Linked DNA regions of Zea mays: region 1 is linked to region 2. A link is a contact called in public Hi-C data. All regions are on one chromosome and are shown on one strand. The core of a region is the stretch at or near the end of the contact, and the rest is flanking DNA. Distances in the headings are between cores, read along the strand shown.

Region 1 (6,761 bases), core at 2,225-4,724, 730 kb after region 2:
AGAACTGGACAACCCTTACCTACTTACCTTTGCTACTCTGGTTCTTTTCTAAACTTCTCTTAATTTTTTCTTATCTATTTCCGCTTTACTCTGATTATTCTTACCTTTTCTTTCTAAAGACAAATGTGGATTTCACACTTTGAAATTATGTGCCTAAAGTGATCTTTAGGAATAGGAGACCTACACTTAGGAACAAAATCAAAAATATTTTTGTCAATATTTGTATGCTTGAATGTTTGTTCTTGTGACACATGTCTGATTTGGATCTTTGATTGAGTGTGATAAGTTGTGGAGTAATGTCCACAATTACATCTGCATATACTTATAGGCATACATATAAATAAATAAAATTCATAAGATAACTAAACAATCTAGATTATCCTCCATTAAAGTGTATCTATTTTAGATAGAATCCTTTAAGTTGAGGAAAAAATTGTATCTTATCCTAATAAGTTCATCTTATGTTAAAATATATATATATATCTTATCCTCATAAATTGTTTATAAGATAAACTAGACCAACTAAGAATATCCCCACTAGAATATATCAAGCCTAATAGATCCATCTTATCTTAAAAGACTCTCTCTATCTTAATAGATTCATCTTATCTTGAAGGAATCATCGTATCCTAACCACTTTACTTATCTCATCCTAAGGTAACAACCAGGATCTAATCCAAAATAATGAGATCTTATTTAGTCTAATCTAGTCACACAAATATAACTTAGATCTGATCTAATGTGATAGATTAATCTAACCTAACAAAGGCTAAAGTGGAGCTAATGTAATGTAAGTTGCTTAACAAGAAGGATAATACTGATGAAATAAATGAGACTCTACTCGTATAAAATATGTTTTAACTTAATTCATACACTAAATTAAGAACGACCGACCAACTCGGTCTTATGCAACTACCTTAACCATTTGATGGTTGCATAACCCCTCTATTTTAACCTAACAGAGATTCTAACCAACCAACATCATGTAATCCATCATATCTCAAAAGATTCTAACATATCCTAATAATACATATCTTACCCTGGTAGATCTATCTAACTTAAACTAGTCTAATCTAGTTATATGAAATCTAATCTAGACCCTACCTAATCTAATATGATCCAATCTAAAGGGAATTACTTAAACAAGTTAGTTAATACTGGTAACATAGATTGGACCATATTCTTATAAATGGGTTTTAAACCTAAATTGGTGTCTTAAACCAACTCGTTCATGAAACCATGACCTAGCTTATGTTATAGGTTCCCAACCCATTTATCCCAAAAGCAAAGTAAAACTTTGTTTAACCTACCTACCCCATGTACCCGCAATTGTTATCTCAAATCAGATAATGGCATTTAACACCACAACTGATGGTCCCTAAATCAGACCCAAGAAGAAGGTTAACCTCGACAATGAAGGATATGAGTAGAAATAGATCTTCAGATGAATCAAGATCCACCATCCGGAATAAAAGTCTCCCTTACCTAATTTTCCTTATTCCCCTAATTTTCCTTATTCCCCAAATCTTCCCTACACTCACCTAGTAGCTAAAACCTGATGTACCCTTGTTTCCTATGCCACACCTGCTAATGGTATGAAAATTTTAGGTGTATATAAAGAAATACTAATGGGAAGTTCCACTAAAAATACTAGAATTTCATAAAGATAAAGTCAGCTTGTTATGCTCAACTAAATGATATTTTTGAATAGGATTATAGAATCTAATGTGATCTAGTACGATCTAGTCTAATGTGGTCTACTTAAACAGATTAGTGATACTGGTAGAAGAAAGTAGACCTATCTAACCTAATATGATCTCATCTAGATTGAGTTACTTAATGCTGGTACAAAAGATAAGGCCATACTCCTAATTCACTTACGCTTAAATTGGTGACTTAGATCAACTCGGCCATACCCAACAACTTGTCCTACAAAACAGGTTACATAACTAATCCCATCTAGCATATAGCTACCTACTAAACCCTCTATCCATATGTTACCTACAAAACTATCTTAACCTCCTGTCCTAAACCCGGAAGGAGACACCATAGCTCAAGAAAGAAGAGATTAAACCCTACTAGCTAGGTGTTAACTTAACTCAGTACAGTAGACCAACTCAGTCACATATATGAGATCTGACCCAACCAATAGAGTCATGATGAAATGTATAATCTATCTATCCCCGCCTAACATCAAACAAACTTTTGACCTATATCATGTAGTCCATCTCACCCATAACTATTTCAACCATATGCCCCAACTCTGCTGATATACATTAACCTCGAATCAATGAGACCAAGACCGAAGAAGAAAAGATCAACCTCAACAAGGAAGGAGATAACAGTCAAAGCGAATCTCGAGACGAATCAAGACTTAAACCTTTCGGACGAAGTCTTTCCTTGCCATAATATTTATTACATCAACCTGTCTAGCTTATGTCCTACATAATAAGTAGTTGGATACCTATGCTCTCCTAATCACCCACTATTGACTATAAAAAACGAGACTCTGGATTTTTGAACCAATTATAGACTAAAAGCCGAATTACAAACCAATCCTTATGTATCCCTTTTCATACAAATATCGAGGACGAGATTTCTGTTAAAGGGGGTAGGATTTGTAAAGCCCAAAAAATTGTATAAAAAATAAATAAAATAAATGAATAAAGAAATAAATAGTAAAGTGAGATATCTCAAATTATACTTGAACTTTGAATTTTGAGGACTGAATTTCGAAACCAAGAATTAATGAAGAGAAAGAAGTAATAGAAAGTTTTTCTATCCAACTAAGAGATTACTCATTTCATTAAAATGAAAAACTATAAGCATTTATTTAAATGGTTATTGATATATAAGGATAGTATTAAATTTAGATGACTCAAATCTAGACGGAACTTTTAAATTTAATTTAAACTCAGAAAAAATTAATGAATTGGAGAATTTCCTATTTATTTGAGTAAATACCCCTTTATCAATATTATATTGAGAGGCATTAAGTAAAGTAAGAAGTAAATAGACTTTACACTCATGCTTGGAGTTTTTGTTTGTGCATTTAACAATAACACTAATAAAAGTATAATAATGAGTCAAAGGTTTGGGATAAAACCTAAATTTGAAGTTTGAAATTCAAAAGTGGAAAAAGGGGGAAGAAATATTATAAAACCCAAAATAAATCCATAATTAACTAAATTCATTCTACTGATATGTTCAAGATGAAAATTTAATTTGAGTACAAATTTTGCTGTGAGGTTTGAATTCAAATTCTAGATTTGGAAATAAAAGGAAAACAAAAGAAAACAGAAAAATATTAAAAAGAAAAGAGCCTATCAGCTTTTTGGGCCAAAACTATTTTCCTGGCCCAATATCACGCACCCGCTGGCCCAGCCAAATCCCACCGCGGCCCACCTACCACCATGTAGACGGCCTAGGATACCCACTCCGCGCCCGCGCACCGTGTGTCGCTGCCGTGTAGGCCACTCGCGCCAGCCTCTCACCTCACGCGCCACTCACACCACTGACTGGTGGGCCACCCCGGTCAGCTCCTCCTTCTTCGTTGGCCGTTTGCAACAGATGTCGCGTGCATCTCGCGCTCCTCCGACCGATTCTTCACCCCCAAAATCGGAATCGGCCCATTCGATCTCACGCAGCTCATCCACACACGCTGTTGGTGACGCGCACCTCTTCCCTTGGGTCATCAACGATTGGGGCCACATGTCGGGTCCCTCCTGATCGTCATCTTCGGATCGGAGATAGCACCGACAACCTCGTAACAAACCCAGTGCGCCAGGGAAATCTCATGTGGTCGTTGCATGCCAAGTTCGCCTTCTCGCGCCTATATCATCGGGCCACCTGTTCCTCCTCCTCGTCTCGTGGGATCGCAACCGGAGCCACCATCTACCGGGAGGAGAGCGCCGTCGCCGCCGTATCTTGACCTCGACGTCAATTCTCGTCAGTCAAGCCATGTGGTTCTCTGCGAGTGGTCTGGAAGCATTGCATGGAGGTATGGAGTTATGACGAGATGCTTCCCGACTGGATGATCGGTCAGAGCTCGCCGAATTTCTCGTCGTTACTTAACTTCATCAACCATCTACAGCACGTCGTGGCCGTGAGAAACTACCTTGTGAATCCCGTGAGAGCCTTTCCCGCAGCTTCCTCATGTCCCCAATTCGGTATAACCATATTTCGAATAGGAAATAGCATTCTTAGGCGGGCTGGCCGCTGTTCCAGCCATGGCGCCGCCACGAGTAAGCCTGTGTTGCCACTCTAGGTTATCGGGTGGGGGAAGAGAGTGATCTTGTTGTTGAATACGTGATGAACGACCGGGATTAGAGTGTGGGGTATAGCTGCGGTGTGAACAATTTGGTCGTTGGATGCGATCTGTTCGATTCCTATTAGATCTCAATTCATAAAACTCTGATCGTCGATCTTTAATCTGACGGACGTAGCTTCATACCGGTTCAGTATTGATGGCTTCTAGTCTGTGTCGTCCGTAGTGGATCGGGCGGCCGAGAGTTAACCATAACCCTTCGTCGTGGTAATGTTGCTAAAGAGCCCTCGGGGTTCTTCATAATAAACTTGTGGTCCATCGCGGGGAAGTTATGAGTCTTGGAAATATTTACGTAGTAAACCCTGTGCTTATCTGTTTTATGCGCATAGTCCAGAGAACAGAGAAATTAGATAATAAATTTTAGAAAATGATTTTTAGAACAAAAACAATACTAGAAACTTGTATAATTCATAGAAAATTCATATTAAGTCCAAATTGATCCTTTCCAATTTCTATATTTTTGTAATATTAGTGTTTATCAACTAGTGTCTCTGTTTTGACATGAAAACCATATTAAAATTAATCTCCTAATTAATCTTGTACCTAGCACCTATAACTTTGAAAATTCATAACTTCCCCATTTTGACTCCGAATCAATCCGTTCAAGTTGCATTAGCTTCATATAAATATCTACTACGCAATAGAAACATTGATTATATGATATCCCATACTTTTATAATTAGGTAACTAATTTGACTAATCTATGTTTTCTCGATCAGATTATCCTAATATTAATATTAATATAGTATCCTGATCTTATGGCTATCTTTGGCCTAAAAGATAATTTATAATCAAGTAATGACTTAGATTAAAGTTGATTTAATTATTTGTAAGATACTCTCTCATATGATGTATACTAATCAATTTACAATATTGTTTAATCGTTAATTCACATTTATCTTCCATAAATCATAACTCCTTAACCGGAACTCCGAATTTAGTGATTCTCATTCCCACGGTCTCGTTACGATGCATAGATTATTATTATGTAGTTTGTTCTTATGTTTGGCATGATGTTAATTTTGTATATACCATGTTTGTTGTATTGCTACGACTAGCAATGAGGTCATGAGAATCTGAAGATCATCCTGGTACCTAGAATCTCAAGTCCTAGGCAAGTTGTGCCCTTGATCACTTTTATTTACCCAATAATGTTCTTTATAATCATTTTATCATGTATAGACTTAATTTTGATGGGACCCAATAGGTCACCCTAGTCTGATTATCTTTATACCTTGTTTACCCCTGACCTATTTGGGTAGTTTTTGCTATTGCTCTATATGGTTTTGGATTAATATTACATTATCTTCATATTCCAATTATACTGTTATTTTATTTATGTTCATGTCAAGATCATTATTTTTAATTGGAACATGGAGCTTAACTTGATAAACACGTGCCACCACAAGGGTGGAATGGGACGCCATTGGCTGACTAATTAGGAAAGCTAGTGGAAGACTACCTTACCCAAAAGGGGCAAGGGCAGTAGGGGAGTAGGCGTGTAGGGAGGTTCCCGGGTTGATTTTGCTGCGATGGCAGTCAGACGGGGGATTCCTACATTGCTCTTCCTGGAAACTGTAGCGGGTTTTCAGAAGCTAGTGGAACTTTGTAAAGGCCTCGTAGTGGATCCCTAGCCATTCACCTCGGAAGTGTTTAAGGGTCTAGCTAACCCTGGCGACAAGGGATACACGACTTGTGGGTACAGGGTACAACCTCTTCAGAGTGTAAAACTGGTATACTAGTCGTGCTCGCGGTCATGAGCAGCTCAGGACTCATGCATGATTAAATTATAGAACTAAATTCACTTTGTCATTTGCATTGCATGGGATTTATTATTAATTTTGTTCTATTATTATTATGGTTTGATATATACTTACACTTAGTAACTGCTAATAAAATTTTGACCAACTTTAAAAGCAATGCTCCGCTTTAACCCTTCTCTTTGGTAAGCCTTACACTTCATGAGCTCCCACCTTTGGCGAGTTTAGACACATTATTCCCCACAACTTGTTGAGTTATGATCTTTTGTGAGCTCACCCTTGTTGTCTGACACCCCCCCACATGTCAAGAACAGGTACCACTGGATGAGGCGCATCGAGGATGCTGCGATGTATTCGTGAGAGGTCTAGGTCGTCGTCTCCCAGTCAACTTCGGGGTGCTGGATCATTGTCTCCTTTTGATGTAATTATTTAATAAAGTTGTGACATTTGTTTCTGTACCATGATTCGTCATATGTGTGAGACTTGGTCCCAGCACACCTGGTGATTATGTTCGCGCACGGGTCCCTAAAACCCGAGTGTGACACCTGTGGACTGGTTGCTTTGACCTTCATATGCTCATGACCAATTGATCCTCATTATTGGAGCCACGAGACGTATGAATGCTGAGTTGACTTTCTGGTGGCTATAGCACCTATGGGTTAGGACCCACCACG
Region 2 (6,305 bases), core at 3,086-5,585:
AAAATAAATACAACGACTAAGTCATTACTATCCCTAATAAAGGGACTAACCACCGAAGAATAGAATCCATGATGAGGGCCAATGACCATAACAGTGGTAACCAGGTATAGAGATGACTGTAAAACAAAACTCGAACACCTCGCAACAACTTGATTAGAATTGATAGAACTATTAATTGAATGCCGTTACTAGCCTACCCCAACTTGTGAGTGACCAATGTCGGTCCTGAGTGTGGGGCAGAGGGGCGGTCGCCCCAGGCCTCCAAGTTCATAGGGACCAATCCTAGGTATATATCTAGTAGTCAAAATGTCAGTATATGGCACAATAGTCCAGCAGCAAAGTATCGAATAGTTGGTAACCATAATGTACCCACAGCTCAATCATATTTAAACATACTAAAAAGAAACTTTTAAGCTAATATTGTAATATGTATTTTTTTATTTACTTATTGTTTGATGTGAATATTTTTAGTCGCTGCTGCTTGTGACTAGAAGGCTGCTATACTTGTTGTTATTTAACATTCTGCCCAAAACTGAAAAACACTTAAAACAGTATAGTGGCAGATACACCTACATGGCTATACATCTTAGTCAAAGAAAAACATGAATGGATAAATGATTCATCATTTAATACTAACAAGAGTTACTCATAAGTCATAAACATCAGCACCTTTTTCATACAATGATACCTAAAAATGAACCAAATATTCAAACTTACAGTTTCAGGCATTTGGACTTCTTACAACTACAACGCTTGCATGAAGTGCCATCACCACTATCAAACTTATGCCTGCAAAATACTATTGCATTTTATGAATTTTCCAATGAAACAGTGCTATTTGACTAAAATAGTAGGCAATAGGCAAAGATATAGTACCTTTTCTTCTTGGGACTACCCTGACTAGAAGCTTCAGCGGTTGCAACATCAGTTGTTTGAGTGAAATCATCATTTATAATGTTTTGCTCAGAAGGTGCCGGAGAAGATCCAGCAGGGCCTATCAAGTTACTTGATTCATTTATAGTAGACTGAATGTCTTGAGGGACTATTTTCTCTTTAGGTGTTGCAGTTGCGGCAAGGGCATTCAAGTGCAAGCCAATACCAGGCAATGCACATGGGGGGGTTCTTAGAGTCTTTGAGTTGTCACCAGAAATGGTTTTGCATTTGGGGGTAGTTGAATTTACAGGATGATGATCTGAAGCTTTGTCTACACCTTTATTACTAAGCCCAGCCTTTTCATTGAAAAGGCTGCGCCTACGCATGCCACGTAAATGCTGTGACAAAGCCTGAAATAGCAGAAAACATGTCCTTTCATAAGAAAAAACATTGATAGTTCAGCCAAATTAGCACAGCCTATACAAAACTAGATTTACAGGAAAGAAAATGATAGAAAGTAAAAGGCTGAATACTGATGGCAATCTTGTTAGCATGTGGACACAAGATTATGCACAATTGAGAGCAATACAATGCACAAGGCACATGAATGGAAAACTGCTAATAAACATGGACTTGCTAAATCCATTCTCCTACATATAGGCCGTGTTTGGCATGGCTCCAGAGCAGAACTCCAAGAAGGAGCTAGAAAGAGCCTGCCAAACACCATAACTCCAGAGTTGCAAACTTCATGGAGTTTTCTGATCTGTAGTAGAATTTTTTGGAGTACCTCTTTTGCTGCTCCGAAAACTCTAAAAAAGCAACATCAACGTGGAGTTTAGAGTTATTTACCCGCTACTGTCACTGGTTATGAGACAACAATTTAAACTCTGGAGCAGAGCAGCTCTGAAGTGGAGCAGAGCCATGCCAAACACGCCCATGGTATCCAAGCTAATATTAGTTTGTAGTTTGTACATACAGATATATTGCACGAGTCTTCGAATTAGATTAGGTCAATTAGCACAGAGCATTAGTAAAGCCAATATACAAAACTTCTAAATGGCAACACAAAGCATACATACATTTTGCTCAGTAGGCATGTAATCTTTTGGCTCATTGAGCTTGTTACATGGCATCAACTGACTTTGCAAAGCACCAGGAAGTGCTTGGGGAGTATAAGCTACTGCAGCCCCTTCAACTGCCCCGTTCCAGTACAGATGGGGTTCATGCACAGAATTTTGGGTGCAATTTCCACTTGACTGAACATCCAACAAGGATTCACAAGGGTAGGGATTATCAGCCTTTTGTGTATCATTCATTGGTTGTGCTTCTGTTCCAGATGGTACGGCTAAAGTCAGCATATCACTACTTGATTGGTGTGTAATCATGTAAACCCCATTATATGCCGCAGGTTCATCATTGTTTTGTTCAGATAGCTGGTTTTCATGAACAACTATCCCAGAATGTGATGAATCCATTCTGTCTGGGCTACTCTCATCAAGGTTCATACCTTCTAGGCCTGTGCACTCCTGGGACATGGTAAGGTCTATTTTACCACCAGCGCATTGATCCTTATCGCTTTCCATACTGCCAGCAGCATCTTTTATGGATTGAGTCAATTGGCCTGTAGAGCTTGATGTATGATCTGAAGAATCAATAGATGCCTCGTTTAGTTGACAAGTGATATTACAATTCTCTGGCACAATGTCTTTGCATCTGATCATTCTAAAAGAGCCTGAGGTGCCTATCCGAGTTCTGACACTGCTAGGTGAGTGCAATTCATGAGGAAGCTGAACAGATTCGTCCCTACCAGCATGAAATACAAACTGTAAGGCAGAGCCAAGACAGACACATAAAAGTCGAGATTAGCTAGAAAGCATAGAGAAAAGATGAAAATAAACCTGATCAGAACTTTAGTTCCCTTTGTTGGATTAACATGTGGTGAGGCAAAGATCGAAGAAACAGGTGCCAAATCTGATGACTTGAATAGCTGCACATTATGTGCTGAGTCTAAAGGTTTAGGTGGTGGTATAGGCGAGAGATTGTTGATGAAATTGAACACAGGAGAATCCTGCAAAACAGTAAAATCAAATTAGAAAAGTAAAGCCATAGGTCTTTATTTCTTCACTACATACAAAAACGAGCTTAGATGCCCTGATGTCAATCAATTGAGAATTGGCCAAATCCAAACCATGACCTATTTTAGCAAATAGATATTACCACAGTCTTCTGTAAGAGGAAGTCTGCTAAACCCCGTAACTTACACCAACTTTTTCCCCAGCCCACTTAAGAGAACGCAACACAAGGAGTTGCATGCATTGAATACGATACAAGCTTATCAATGACAAATGCTTTATCAATGCCTGAATCGTGATGACAAGTAACATAGCTAAGTGTCTCTACTGATTGGAAAGCAATCTTGCAAGGAACCCCGAGGCGCATTGAAAGGCCTAGAATGATGAGCTGAATAGCTGATCAAATGCAGCAGTGCTGAGACATATATTGCTTGCAAAAGGAAATGAAGTGAGGGGCCTGATACTAGGACGTCCTAATTGCCGAGAAAGTATGTTCATGACCAAGCAATGTGCATGATCAGACACCCATATCCAAGCTACAGTGCTACACCCAGGAGTTCCTCAGCAAAAAGCACAAACAACCCCCAAACTCCAGAAAACTCACACTTCGCATGGACAGAGGACCAGCAAACGTATGAATCTAAGCATTGATGTTGGAGATCCAAAGGTCCAAACAATGCACGCATCAGAGCGTAGTAACATCTCATGGAACGACGAGGTGACAGTCCAAATGGACAGGCCGCAGAACTCACAGAATCAGCAAGCCAATTGGTCCATCTAGTAGGGATGGTTGATCTAATGAAACTAGCAGCAGTAGCCTGATTGACAGTAGTAGTCGCCTTGAGTAAGGCCCCCCAAATCCCCACCTCTCACTCGCAGAGAAAACTCGTGAAGAGTTGAAGACCTCAAATCCAACTCCAACATCGGTGAAACCGGCGACAGGGTGCGTCGACCAGAACCCTAATCGCCCACCCACCCACCCACCGAAATGCGCCCTCCCAGTCCCCAAAACAGATCACCAAAAACGTCAAGCAAATGCGGGCACAGCAAATCGCATCCGCCGCGCAGCCGCCCGCCGACCGACCGACCAGTCCAATCCAAGCACGAACGGCACGCTTCCCCGCCCCCGCTCCTAAAATCCCCACACAGAGAAATGGCCTCAGAACCCCCCATCAGAACAGCGAAAACCGGTGGGAACAAGCATCAGCGGGGCGGCCCCCTGGCTGCGAGCGAGATGGAGGACCTCGAACCCGGCGCCGGCGCCGGCGCGGGGCCTATCCGGCGTGTCCATCTGGTCCGGCGACCCCGCGGTGGGCCTCCCGCATCTGTCTCCCTCCCCGCCGCCGCCTCCTCCACTGAGTACTGACGAGTGACGAGCGAACACTAATGCTTGTCCTAATAATTTTTACTGGGCCCGACAAGAGGTTTCTCGTGTTGCGATGCGCCGGACGTGCGACGCCCGGCCGAGATTTTTTTTTTCTCCCGCACCTTGCAGTCGGTCGGCCTCGGCTTGGCTCGGATGCGTGCGTTTGATGGTTTGAGGCGGCCATGGGCGGGAACCCACATTGAGCCTGTTTGGTTCAGCTTTTTTCTGACCAGCTTTTCTGAGAATCTGGCTGTGGAGAGAATCTGACTGTGTAGAGAATCTGAGTATCATTAGAATTACGTGCGGAGGAAGATAAATGTATCCATATGACTCAGGATCTAGAAAGTGACAGATTCCTACTATTGCAACGACTCAACCGATTATGTGTTTATGTTGATGTTGAATGGTTTTAGCCAAACGAATTTTATAGAAGCTGACTGAAAAGCTGAGTGTTTGGCAGTCCGCAACAGCTTTTGGTGGCCAGAAGCAAGCTCCAAAAAGCTGAAACAAACAGGGGCATTTTCGGGGGAGCGGTCGGACAGACGATCCGACTGCAGATAGGCTTCACAAATTTCTATTCAACTCCATCTTTTTTTAGCAATACAACTCCATAGATTTGGGCTTTTTTTCACTCCTAAATTATATAATCCAAATCCATAGATTTGGCCTTGTTAGTTTACACCAACCCAACTCTTAATTAGCATGGATTAGAATTAAATCAATGTCACAATTTATGCTCCAAAATAATCCAAGTCTACTCAAATTTTTGTATTCGGTTAAACTCATCATGAATTATAATTATCGGTGTTTCGTACCTCGCTCCGACAAGAAAATTTATTATGCGCGTTCCGGGCTCCAGAGGACGTGCGTGGAGGGCGTAAGATTTATACTGCTTCGAACAGAGCATCCTTACATCCAGTCATCGGGCTTACGCTACCGACACCATTAATGATCAAACTCATAGTTATAAGCAGATGAGAGAGGGAAGAGAGGCTCACAGACGTCTTATGGGGGGTGGAAGTGGAGCTTAAAAGTTATAAGATGGAGTCCTAACTAAGCTTTAGTTTGGCGGGGCTCCGGCCTCCTGTCCTCATCGGTGTTGCTTCTCATGTTCGTCCTTGTGGGCTTGTCTCCGTCTGAAGGTGTCTGGTCGTCTCCAAGTGTCCTTCTATTCCTTTATTCGTATGTCGGCGTTTCGACCCCGGGGGGTCCCTGGACCGACGAGTAAAATTGTTGTTGCGTGCCCCAGCCCAGATGGGTTGGCGCGAGATGGAACACGAAGGGGGGAAACCGCGGCTCGTGTTATCCTGCGCCAGAGTGGGTGCGCTTGCAGTAGGGGTTACAAGCGTTCGCGAGGGGGAGAGGGAGTCCCGCGTGACCACCCTCTCATATGAGGGTCCTGGCCCTTCCTTTTATAGATGCAAGGAGAGGGTCCAGGTGTACAATGGGGGTGTAGCAATATGCTAACGTGCCCGGCAGAGAGGAGCCAGAGCCCTATGTACATGCCAACGTGGCTGTCGGAGAGGTGCTAGAGCCCTGTGTACGCGGAGTCGTGGACGTCGGAGGAGGGTTTGAGCCATGTAGAAGCACAACTGTCGGGGCTGTTGGGACCTTGCTGACGTCTCTTTGCTTCCGTAAGGGGCTGAGAGCCACCGTCGTCATGGACGCACGCGGGGAGCCATCATTACTTGTTACCGGGGCGAGCTTGGATGGGACGCCGGTCTTGTTCCCCCGTAGCCTGAGCTAGCTAGGGGTAGGGTAATGATGTACCCCCTGCGGCGTGGTCGGTCCGAGCCTAAGGTCGGGCGAGGTGGAGACTCCTCCTGAGGCCGAGGCCGGGGTCGAACGAGGACGCGATTCCTCCCGAGGTCAAGGTTGAGGCCGGGCCCTGGGGTCGGGAGAGGCGGAGACCACCTTCCGAGGTCGAGGTTGAGGCCGAGCCCTGGGGTCGGGCGAGGCGGAGACCACCTTCCGAGGTCGAGGTTGAGGCCGAG

Evidence for each region. Hi-C and Micro-C count contacts between places; a contact is called where the count stands out from the background.
Region 1: a contact with region 2 is called in a Hi-C map of leaf, with 7 times the contacts expected there. The contact joins the enhancer-like site here to the promoter of LOC100216775 in region 2. A contact is called at or near these places in 2 of 25 Hi-C or Micro-C datasets (leaf and root tip).

Annotation. Positions count from the first base shown.
Region 1 is chr3:122,030,502-122,037,262 of Zm-B73-REFERENCE-NAM-5.0, forward strand. No RefSeq gene overlaps it. Among protein-coding and RNA genes, the nearest start is that of LOC103650483, 12 kb to the right of the region's middle. Within about 2 kb of position 3,475, at least 16 of the 20 cell types and tissues checked have an H3K27ac peak or open chromatin away from gene starts, as enhancers often do. A contact at or near this core is called in leaf, where this site is marked.
Region 2 is chr3:121,298,593-121,304,897 of Zm-B73-REFERENCE-NAM-5.0, forward strand. LOC100216775 reads right to left here and starts at 4,336. Exons shown (of 11, transcript NM_001317372.1): 1 at 4,189-4,336; 2 at 2,772-2,941; 3 at 1,953-2,676; 4 at 877-1,283; 5 at 718-789. The coding sequence starts at 4,236.